Regions from separate parts of the Bos taurus genome. Here region 2 is linked to region 1. The links are chromatin contacts, called in public Hi-C maps. All regions are on one chromosome and are shown on one strand. The core of a region is the stretch at or near the end of the contact, and the rest is flanking DNA. Distances in the headings are between cores, read along the strand shown. Region 1 has its middle 24 kb from the start of TRNAG-CCC. Region 2 overlaps SPTBN4 (spectrin beta, non-erythrocytic 4).

Region 1 (5,284 bases), core at 2,122-4,621:
CCTGGAGAAGGAAATGGCAACCCGCTCAGGTATTCTTGCCTGGCCAGTGCCATGAACAGAGGAGCCTGGTGGGTTACAGTCCATAGAGTTGCAAAGAGTGGACACGACTGAGCGACTAAACAATAACAGCATCAACAGCAACACTTGAAACACTAGTTTCATCAGAAACATCAGTGCAGTTGGCTGGTGCCCTTTCTTCGAATCTCTGTTCCCCCAGCTCTAGTGTGGTCCCCGCTTCCTGCAGTCGCTACTTCTATGCTGTCTTAGACTTGGGGTCCTCAGAGTGTGGTCCCCAGGGCAGCAGCATCAGTATCTGCTGGGAACTTGTTAGAAACACATCATTCTGGCCCATACCGGATCCATCAGATGCTGGTGGTTGTCCTCTGCAGTCTGCCTTTTAACAAGTCCTCCAGGCAGTTTGGCTAAGGTTTAAGAACCACTGCCTTAGGGATCTTTTTACCCTTGCAGTTATCTAGATAACAACTCTGTGCCAAGTTGGCAATTCCTTATATTATAGTCTATATGTTCAATTCTCCCTGTTAAAGTAACTGGTGTGGTTTCACTATCCTTACTGGACCCTGACTTGTTATGAAGAATAAAAGACATTATTTCACTTTTATCGCTCTTAGCAGGAAATCCAAGGGTTTTAGGGACTCTGTGTCAGGAGAGGGAACAAACACCAAATATATCTTTCTTAATGTAAATCATAATATCACAGGTAGACTAATCCAGACCCCATTGCAATAATACAAGTTATAGGACTTCCCTGATTGTCCAGTGGTTAAGAATCTGCCTGCCAATGCAGGTGACATGGCTTTGATCCCTGGTCCGGGAAGATCCCATATGCTGAGGCACACAACTACTAAGCCCACACTCTAGAACCCACGAGCCACAACTATTGAGACCACGTGCTGCAACTACGGAAGCCTGTAAGCTCCAGAGCCCGTGGTCTGCAACAGGAGAAGCCACTGCAATGAGAAGCCTGCACACCGCAACTAGAGAAAGCCTGCATGCAGCAACAAAGCTCCGGCGCAGCCAAAAATAAATAATTAAAAAAATTATAGATGAAGACTGTCCAAACTCGAGTGGTAGGAGTGGGGTGGAGAAGAGGCAACACACAGAAAATATTTAAAAGTTCTGGATTACTATTTGAGTGGAGAGAGGTATCTAGGACTGTTCCCACTTTCCTGGCCTGGGTTGCAGATGGACTGTGGTGCCAGTTCACAAAACACAGGCACTGCAGGAAGAGGGATGGGGTGATGGTGGCGGAGATGGTTGATTTGCTTTGGGATTTGATCAGGTTCCGGGTGAGATGCTCCGGTGCAGGTGTCCCACTAGCAGTTGGTTTTAGGGCCTTGAGCTCAGGAGAGATGTCTGAACAGGAGAGTTGGGAATGATCTAAGGTGGCGCTGACTCCATAGACCTGGCTAAGCCTCTCCAGAGAGATAGGCAGCCAGGAGAAAAGATCCGCTAGCCAGGTGTCATAGAATTACAGACCAGGACACACACTGGTGGGAAGTTATAGAAAGTCGAAGGGGCATTTCCCTGGTGGTCCATCGGCTAAGACTCTGCGCTCCCAATGCAGGGATCTCAGGATCCACCCCTGGTCAGGGAATTAGATCCCGCATGCTGCAACTAAAACCCAGCACAGCGAAATAATTAATTAAATTTTAAAACAAGGAAAGAAAGTGAGGGCTGAGGAAAGTTCACAGTGGGTCAAATATAATGGACCGGCCATGGAAGTGTATTAACCAGTTTTGGGGGTTTTTTTTCCCCTGTATCCTGATGCTTTGACATCTGGGACCTTGCTGACCCTGGAAAGCCTACCCCTGCCAGGACTAGCCAGTTCCTAGAGATAGTCAGTGATTTTCTTTGGAGCATGCTTTTCAAATGCAAACTAACCAATCTGGAGCCCACAGCCCCCTTGCCTGCTCTATCCGGCTCTCACACTCAGCCACTCTCCACCAGCTCTCATCACCCCCTAGGCCACGTGCCAGAAAACGGGAGACCCTGTGCCTCCTTCCTGCACAAAAGGTAGCAATCTGGGCACTTTAATTGCACCTTGCTTTTTTTCACTGTATCTTAAAGACTGCACACACACACACCCACCCACCCACTTATGTATCTGTACTCCTAATAGATCTTATTTCCTTTTACAGCTGAATAGTATGAGCATATTTTTGTGTATGCAGGGGATATTTGCATTTCTTTTTATGTGAACTTCCTCTTCGTATATCTTACCCTCTTTCAATAGGTTTCTGGGTCTTTTTTGCCTTGATTTTTAGATGCTCTTTATACTTTAGAGACCCTTTGTGATTCTAGTTGTAAATATTTCTTTTTCCATTTTGTCATCTGTAGTTTTTAGTTTGCCCATGGTGGGTTTATGTTTTGAACCTGTGAAAGGTTTTCATTTTTGCTTGGTCATTTAACAAAATGCTCTTTCATCACCTCTGAATTTTGATGAACCGTTTGGCAAATACACCCCACTCTCACACTTTCAGGTCATTAAGAGACTCACTAGTGTTTTATTATTTATGAGATTGTATTTTTCCACTTAGGTCATTGATATAGTTTGAATTTAAGCTGGTATCCTGTGTGAGGAATGGACTCAAGCTTTTTTGTTTGCTTGTTCATCTAGTTGATCCAATAGCACTAAATTAAAAACTTCCCTAAAGATTCTTCCTGAATTAAAAAGTATTACATGATTCTGTAAGTTTCCATAAGCAATTGTTTCTATTTCTGGGTTGATCTGTGTATGTAAGGGATGCATCCGCAACACATTGTTTTATATTGTTTTTACTATCTGTTTTCTCCCCTCTTCTTCTTCTTTTTCATTTCTACCCCCACATTTGCCTGCTGTACTTCCAAATAAACCTTATAATCAAGTTGCCTAGCTGTAGAAAAGAAAAACCTGATGACATCTTTATTAGGCTTGTGATACATTTATAAATGAACTCAGAGCCCTGACCTCTTTATCATGTTGGCAGCCGTTTTTTTTTTGTTTTTTTTTTTTGCCTTTCCATCCTTGGTATCCGTGTGCCACCTGGTGGCCACCATTCACAACAGCAATTGTTTTCTCTAAAGCTGCTCAAAATAATAAACGTTGGTCACCTCACACACTTTCTGTGAGTCAGGTATTAGAGGATGGCTTATCTGGATGATCCTTGCTTGAAGCCCTGGCTCATCCTCACTGTGAAGGCCTCACTCATCAGAAGACTTGAATGGGGCTGGGGAAATCCGCTCAGCCTCTTGGCCAGAAGTGTCAGCTCCTCCCAGGTGGCTCAATAGTAAAGTACCCACCTGCAATGCAGGAGACACAGGTTCAGTCCCTGGGTTGGGAAGATCCCCTGGACAGAGGATCCTGGCAGGCTACAGTCCATGGGGTCGCAAAGAGTTGGGCACGATTGAGCACAGCACACATACACCTCAGTTCCTCACTGTACGGCCCTCACCATAGTTCCCTTAGGACCCGCATCTGGATTTCCCTCCGGGCAAGTGGACCTGAGGTAGGAGGTAGATGGGCCTCCAGTCAGCTGGTGTTTGTCAAGTGGAGTGAAATCTTTGTTCTCACACAGACGTCCAAGGACAAAGCTAGTGACAGAAGCTGAGCTCTGCTGAAGTAAAGAGATAAGACGAGCACTCCTAAGGTCAAGGAAGACTTCTGCACTCGCGCAGGAAGACTCCTTGGGGGTCAAAAAGGAATGGGACTCCACCCCATAATAAGTGTAGGCATGTACCCACAGGTCTGTTCACTGGGATCCATCTTAACAAAAAATTGTGTGGGCATATTGGAGAGGGTTCTAGGACTAGTTGGTGTGAAAAAAAAAAAACACACAGGAAAATTGGCTGAATGTAAACAAAGACTTGGAAGGACTGACCTATATAAGTGATTTAAATCACCTCTTTACTGCGCTTCTCATTCACGACACCCGCACTTCTCTCCAGAGATCAGACCCAGAGGGAGTGAGGTGGAAGCTGCTATACTAGGTAATTTTAGACTTAGAGGAAATTTGCTGCTAGTACAGAGAATTCCCTGTGTATCTCTCACCCTGCTTAGAGTGATTAAACTCTGCTGCTGCTAAGTCGCTTCAGTCGTGTCCAACTCTGTGCGACCCCATAGACAGCAGCCCACCAGGCTCCCCCATCCCTGGGATTCTCCAGGCAAGAACACTGGAGTGGGTTGCCATTTCCTTCTCCAATGCATGAAAGTGGAAAGTGAAAGTGAAGTCGCTCAGTCACGTCCTACTCTTAGTGACCCCATGGACTGCAGCCTACCAGGCTCCTCCGTCTGTGGGATTTTCCAGGCAAGACTACTGGAGTGGGGTGCCATTGCCTTCTCCGGATCAAACTCTATAGTATTAATATAGTATTACAGCAGAGGGCTTCCCTGATGGCTCAGCTGATAAAGAATCCACTTCCTATGCAGGAGACACAGGTTCAATCCCTGGGTTGTGAATATCCCTTGGAGAAGGGATTAGCAACGCATTCCACTATCCTTGCCTGGAAAATCCCATGGGCAGAGGAGCCTGGTGGGTTATAGTCCATGGGGTTGCAAAGAGCTGGACATGACTGAGCGACTAACACTTTCACTTTCAGAGTGATCACACCCAGGACATTAACATGGCATCATATTATTAATTTAACTACCAGCCTGGCTTGAATTTTAACAGTTTTTCTGCTGATGTCTTTATGTTCCAGGAACAAATCCAGGATCCTACACTGAGTTGTCAGATGCCCTTAACCTCCGAGAGTCAGTGACCATTCCTCTTCATTTCCTTGTCTTTCATGACCTTATCCATTTATTTGGCCACTCCAAGTGGGCCATGTGGGATCTTTTGCAGCATATGGGATCTTTGATCTTCGTTGTGGCCTGTAGAATCTTTAGTTGCAGCAAGTGGGAATCTGCGTCCCTGATTAGGGATTGAACCTGGGCCCCCTGCACTGGGAGCATGGAGTCTCAGCCACTGGACCACCAGGGAAGTCCCAACCTTGACACTTTTAAGGAGAACCGATCAGTTCTTTTATTAAATGTCCCTCAGCTTGGGTTTGCCTGTTTTCCATGGTTGAAATGAAGTTATGCAATTTTTTTTTTTTGGCCAGGAATACCATACAAATGATGCTGTGCAACATTTGTGCAGCATCTTTCTCAGTGCAACATATCAGGCATGTCACTATGTCTTGTGGGTGATATTGACCTGGGTCACTTGGTTAAGGCACAGTCTACTGCACATCTCCGCTGTAAAGTTCCTGTTTTTCCCTTAGCAGGTAAGAAGTATCTTGGGGA
Region 2 (5,448 bases), core at 2,743-5,242, 250 kb before region 1:
CAGGTCTCCCACATTGCAGGCAGACACTTTCCCATCTGAGCCACCAGGGAAGCTCACATGTACATCTGACAATGACACTCACGTGTCTATGTGGGTGGGTTCTGTATTGCATTGTGTAGCCTTGGAAGTGTGAGGTCCAGAGCCCACCCTCTTGACTCAAACCCCAACCCAGCCTTCTCCTGGCTGTCACTCTGAGTGAGTTATTGTCTTGCCCTGTGCCTCCATTTCCTCCTTTGTAAAAAGGGGAGAAAAATAGGCTCTGCCTATAGGCTCACTGAATATTGAACGACTTATTGGAAAGCACTTAGAACATTCCGGGTACACTCAGTGACGTTCCCATTGTTAGCAGGACTCCAGTTAGAGCTTGTGGGTTGATGGGCATGTAGGTGGGCTGGGTCTCCCCCTATACATGAGTGTGTACATGTGGGTTCTGGCTTCCTTCACACTGGAAGCGAGTCCCTTCCAGTCTCCAGTTTCCCTTATCTGTCATATGAACAGACCTGTTATTATGGATCACATGCGTGTGTGCTCAGTCGCTTCAGTCGTGTCCGACTCTGCAACCCCATGGACTGTAGCTGGCCAGGCTTCTCTCCATGAGATTCTCCAGGCAAGAGTACTGGAGTGGGTTGCCATGCCCTCCTCCAGGTTATGGATCATGATGTGGGTGTAATTTATCTGGGAACCCTTCCTCAGCCACCTCGGCACCAGACCCTAAAGCAGGAATAGGTGGGTGTGCAGGGAGCCAGAAGGGGACTTGGGGGCTCACTGCGAGGAAGAACTTTCTGAGAGGAGGAGGCGCTGTGCACACACCAGATTCGACCATCCATAGCAAGTGAGCTGCCCATCCTGGGAACACCCAAGCAGCTGGTCCATGTAGAAGTTGTATATGTGAATGAGTATATGCAGGTGTGCACACATCTATGGGAGGGCATAAAGGTCTCCATGTGTGCACAGGGTCTGTGTGTATGTGTGTGCGCATCTCTGTGTAAATGTGTAAGAGCATGTGTGTGAATGGAAATGCGTATGGAAGCAGAGAGGTGAAGGGAGTGGGCCCTGTGTCTGTGAGTGGCATCTGTACACATCCACGTACGGGGGATCACCCAAGGGACAGGGTGGGGGTAGGGTGCAGGGCAGAGCTGCCCCAGGCCAGGTGGTACCTGTGCCGGTGAATGAGGGCATTGAAGGCCAAGCCGTCACGCCAGCTGGTGGTGAAATTCTGGATGTTTACCTCGGGGTAACTGGCAGCGTGGAAAGGAGAGACAGAGGCAGAGATGGAGAAAGTCCAGAGGAAGAGGGAGGGAGGAAGAGACAGAGATGGATTGAGGGATGGATAGATAGATGATAAAAGATGAATGATAGAAAAGTAGGTAGGTAGACAGATGGGCAAAGAGACACAGGTGATACACAGGCATATGAGGAAAGAAAGGAAGGACGGAGGGAGCACAGAGATGGAGACAGCATGGGGAGAAGGAGGGGAGAGAGATTGAGAGGGACAGGAGATGAGCGAGAGAGAGAGAGAAGCAGAGGGAAGAAGGAAAAGGGAGGGACAGAGAGAGAGACAGACAGAGGTGGGGAAAGGAAGAAGGGAGGAGAGAGAAGGGGGGGGGGAGGGAGCGATCAGAACAAGGAAAAGCAGATATAAAGGTAAAGACAGACACACGGAAGAACAGATAGCGCTGCAAGACAGGCAGGGAGCCCCAGGAGGACGAGAGACAGAGAACGTCCAGTCTCCATCCATGCCTGCCCCTACCTTCTTCCTCCCCAGGCTGCTCTCAAGGGCACCTGAGCTTCAGGCCAGGCCCTTCCCAGCAGGACAGAGAGTTGTGGGACCAGGGGCATGCCCAGCGGTGTCCGTGTGCCCCTCTTCTCAAACCCACTGAAGATACCAGGACCCTGAACTTCCCAGCCCAGCCTGAGCCTTGGGTGTGCCCTCCTAGGCTGAGGGGGCTACTTTCAAGGGTGTGGGGTGGGGGGCAGCCCAGGAATCGGGCCCAGGGGTCCCACACAGGTGCACTTGAGGCCTTTAGAGGTGCGGGACCAGGTGGGAGGAGAGAAGGGAGCAGGCTAGGGACAGCTCCCCACCTCCCGGCATTATTCCCCTGAGGAGTCCGAATTCTTCCAGATTGTGATACAGGTTACACTGTGATACGGGATTGGGATACATCAAGGTTGGAAGAGTTTGGTAACTTCAGACGTAACTTTTGACGCTGAGGACTTGAGCCATCCCTTGCACCCCTGTCCCGGAGGGAAGCCCAGAGGTGAGGGCCTGGCTCCTCTGAGGATGAGGGACTTACCCAGCTGTCTTCATCTGACACCACAAGAGCAGCGCGTCCTTGGCTGAGCGTGTCTCTCTGTTGTCCTCAGTCTCAATCTTGATGACTTGAATCTGTGAAGATACAAAATATGGCTGCTGGGGTCTGGAGGGCTTGAGGCTGGGAGACACCCCACCCACATCCTGGGGGGACAGAGGAGATGGGAGAGGCAGCTTCAGGCTCAGGGTGGGGGCAGCAGCTCTCTCCCCCTCCCCTTCCCCTATGGCATGTCCACTCCCCCCTACCCTACCTGGCCCCTTCTTCACCTGCCTATGCCCCACCCCAGTCCAGCTCCAGCCTCTTCCTTGGGCTTCCAGCTCCCAATCTTGGTGATGACCCCCAATCCAGAGAGATATTTCTAAGTCTGATGATGCCTTTTCTCTTGATAAAACTCTAATTTCTCCCCATCTCAGACAGAATAAGATCAAATTGTTAATCACAGATCACCTAGGCCCTGCTGACACTTCTGACTCGTCTCCTCCCTGTCTCCCCCTTGCCTCCTAGTCTCTAGTCATACTGGTCTTTCTGTTCCTGCAACAAGCTTAGCTCATTCCCACCCCAGAGACTTTGCATCTGCTGTGCCCTCTGCCTGGAATGCTTTTCCCTTTCATCTTCATAATCATTCAGCCACCAGCCTCTCACCAAGCCCTTCTCTGGTCCATATGATCCCTATTACTGCTTTATCATAATCTATTCTTATCTGTGTGACTCTTTATTTCTTTTTTTCTCTGCTTAGAATTGGTCCTTTTCCCACATATGTCTTGTTTACATATTGATGGGTTTATTTATCATCTGTCTACTGCTGGTCCCCCATGTCTTGCTCCATAAAGACAGAAAATTTGTCTATTTTGTCTCTGAACTGGAGCAAGACTGCCTGGATTCCTATTCCAGCTTCACTACCCAGCTGTGTGACCTTGAGCATATTACTTCACCTCTCTGAGCTTTAGTTTCCATGTTGGTAAAATGGTATAACGAATAATATCTAATTTATGGGGTTATTGTGCATATTAAATGCCAAGTGCTTAGAACAGAGTAAAATCTACATACATGATGATTATAATGATGATATTATTTCCTGGAGCATATTAGGAATATTTCTGGAATGACTGGATGAGTGGGTGAGGGACAACCTCTTAAGGCCTCCCTCTGGGTGGTGGGCTGGGCTGGGGTCACTTGGGATCACCTGGAAGCGAAGGATGATGGTCCAGACCAGCCCCAAGGTCAGTCGGTGGTTCCCGTCCACGATGTCATGTGAGCCCACGTTCTCCAGGTGCACACGCTGCTCCTTCAGGAACTGCAGGGCCTTGTCTACGTTTTCCAGTGAGTGGATCCTCATGCGACCACGCGTGGGCCTTGGCTAGGGCGGCAGGGTCATTAGGAGAGCCAGGGCCTGGCCAAGAGCACGTGCCCTCCGTCCCACCTCTTTCAAAGAAGGTCATCTACATAACTAGGCCCCTCTACCCCTGGTCCAGGCCACACCCCCTCAGCCTTATCAAAGACCCAGGATCCAGGCCTTCTAAAGAAGCTCTGCGCCACTCATAGCCAGACGCCTTCTAAGAGTCTAAGTCCTTTCAGGGCTTATTCTAGTTCCTGGTCCCGCCCCTTCAAGTTAAGCTCCACCTCTAAACTGATAGCCACACCTTTCATCATGAAGCCCCGCCCCCTGTTCATAGTCTTACTCCCGCCCCTTCCATTGGATCTCTGTCCCAGGCCACCACTGTTTTGCCTCTAGTCCCATGACCACACCCCTCACTTCCTCCTCTTCAGATTTGTGCCTAGAGCCACGCCCACTCCTTTCAAGCCCCGCCCCACTCCAGGAGTCTTCTCTTGTTTATGTTGCTGTTCAGTTGCTCTATTCCTTCCAAGGGTGCTCCTGTTCTATACCTTATGCCCCTCATAACTTCCAGAGCTTTAAGCGCTGGTCCTTTCATCAATCTCTAGCTCCATTATAACCCCACCCTTTGCAATGAAGTCCCATCCAAGCCCAGTCCCATCCAAGCCCAGAAATACAACTGCAACCCATACAATAAGTGGTATCCATACAAGAGTTCCATTTAATCCCCAGACTCCAGCGAACTCGGCCTCACTTTTCCGATGACAACCACACCCTCAACCATACACCCCTGCAACAGAGTTCTGCCCCAATTTTATAGCCATGCCTCCTGCTACCGCTTATCCAAGCCAAGCCCTTCTAATAAAGCTCCATCCTTCTCCATTAGCCCCCCACCATCACCACTTCCAATGGAGCCCCACCCAAGCCCAGAGTTCCTCCCCGAAGGACAGCCCTCTCCTTAAACAGAATCCCACCTCTGTTCCAAGTCAGACCCCAGGCTCTTCCCAACTAAGCTCAACCCTGTGCCATGGCCCTGCCCACCTGAATGAGGGGCCTTTAACCCACTCAGTCTTTCTAGTAAGCTCTGTCCATCCATTAGCCTGGCCCTGCAGTAGCCCAGCCCGAGACCCCAGGGTGGCCCCCTGTCCCCAGCCCTTCTGGCCCCCTCACCAGCTGCTCCCCGGACAGCACTTCCAGCAGCCGCGTGAGCACGAAGCCGTCCCTGAGGTCTGTGTAGAGGTCCCCAATGTGGCAGCCGACGCGGGCGAGGTGCGAGTTCACCCACTTGGTGAAGGTTTTCTTCTGCACAGCCTCCCGCTCATCTGAAGGACAGGTCCTGATGAGCCCCTAGCTCCTCCAGGAGCTCCGCCTTCCAGTTTCACCCCAGCCCTCCAAGGCCTGGGCAGTTCTCGCCCAGGCCCAGCTCTCTGCAACTATCAGGTCTTTGCAAGTGCTTCCTCCTATCTGAGACGCCCTCCCCTCACCCCCCTCTGCTGTCCTTTAAAATCTTCCTGAGATATCAGTTCCACAGGAAAACTGTCTTGTATCTTACCCTAGTCAGCTCTGTTCATTCGTTCAGTAAGTATTTGAGCGCCCACTATGTGCCTGGCACTGTTCTGGGCTCTGAATTCAGTCAGAGCCTTTTCCTGGCAGAGTTCAGTTTAGTGGGGGCACAGATAATAAGCTGGGGCTTCCCCGTGGTTCCACGGTAAAGAATCCGCCTGCCAATGCAGGAGACGCATGTTCGATACCTGGGTCGAGAAGATCCCTTGGAGGAGGAAATGGCAACCCACTCCAGTATAC

Evidence for each region. A called contact is a pair of places that touch in the nucleus more often than the background predicts.
Region 2: a contact with region 1 is called in a Hi-C map of an unstated tissue, with 4 times the contacts expected there. The contact joins two enhancer-like sites. A contact is called at or near these places in 2 of 11 Hi-C or Micro-C datasets (8-cell embryo and an unstated tissue).

The regions. Positions count from the first base shown.
Region 1 is chr18:49,561,683-49,566,966 of ARS-UCD2.0, reverse strand. No RefSeq gene overlaps it. Among named protein-coding and RNA genes, the nearest start is that of TRNAG-CCC, 24 kb to the right of the region's middle. Within about 2 kb of position 3,371, at least 5 of the 102 cell types and tissues checked have an H3K27ac peak or open chromatin away from gene starts, as enhancers often do.
Region 2 is chr18:49,812,420-49,817,867 of ARS-UCD2.0, reverse strand. SPTBN4 (spectrin beta, non-erythrocytic 4) reads right to left here. Exons shown (of 35, transcript NM_001192910.3): 2 at 4,816-4,967; 3 at 3,496-3,669; 4 at 2,295-2,386; 5 at 1,158-1,238. Among named protein-coding and RNA genes, the nearest start is that of SPTBN4, 13 kb to the right of the region's middle. Within about 2 kb of position 3,992, at least 6 of the 102 cell types and tissues checked have an H3K27ac peak or open chromatin away from gene starts, as enhancers often do.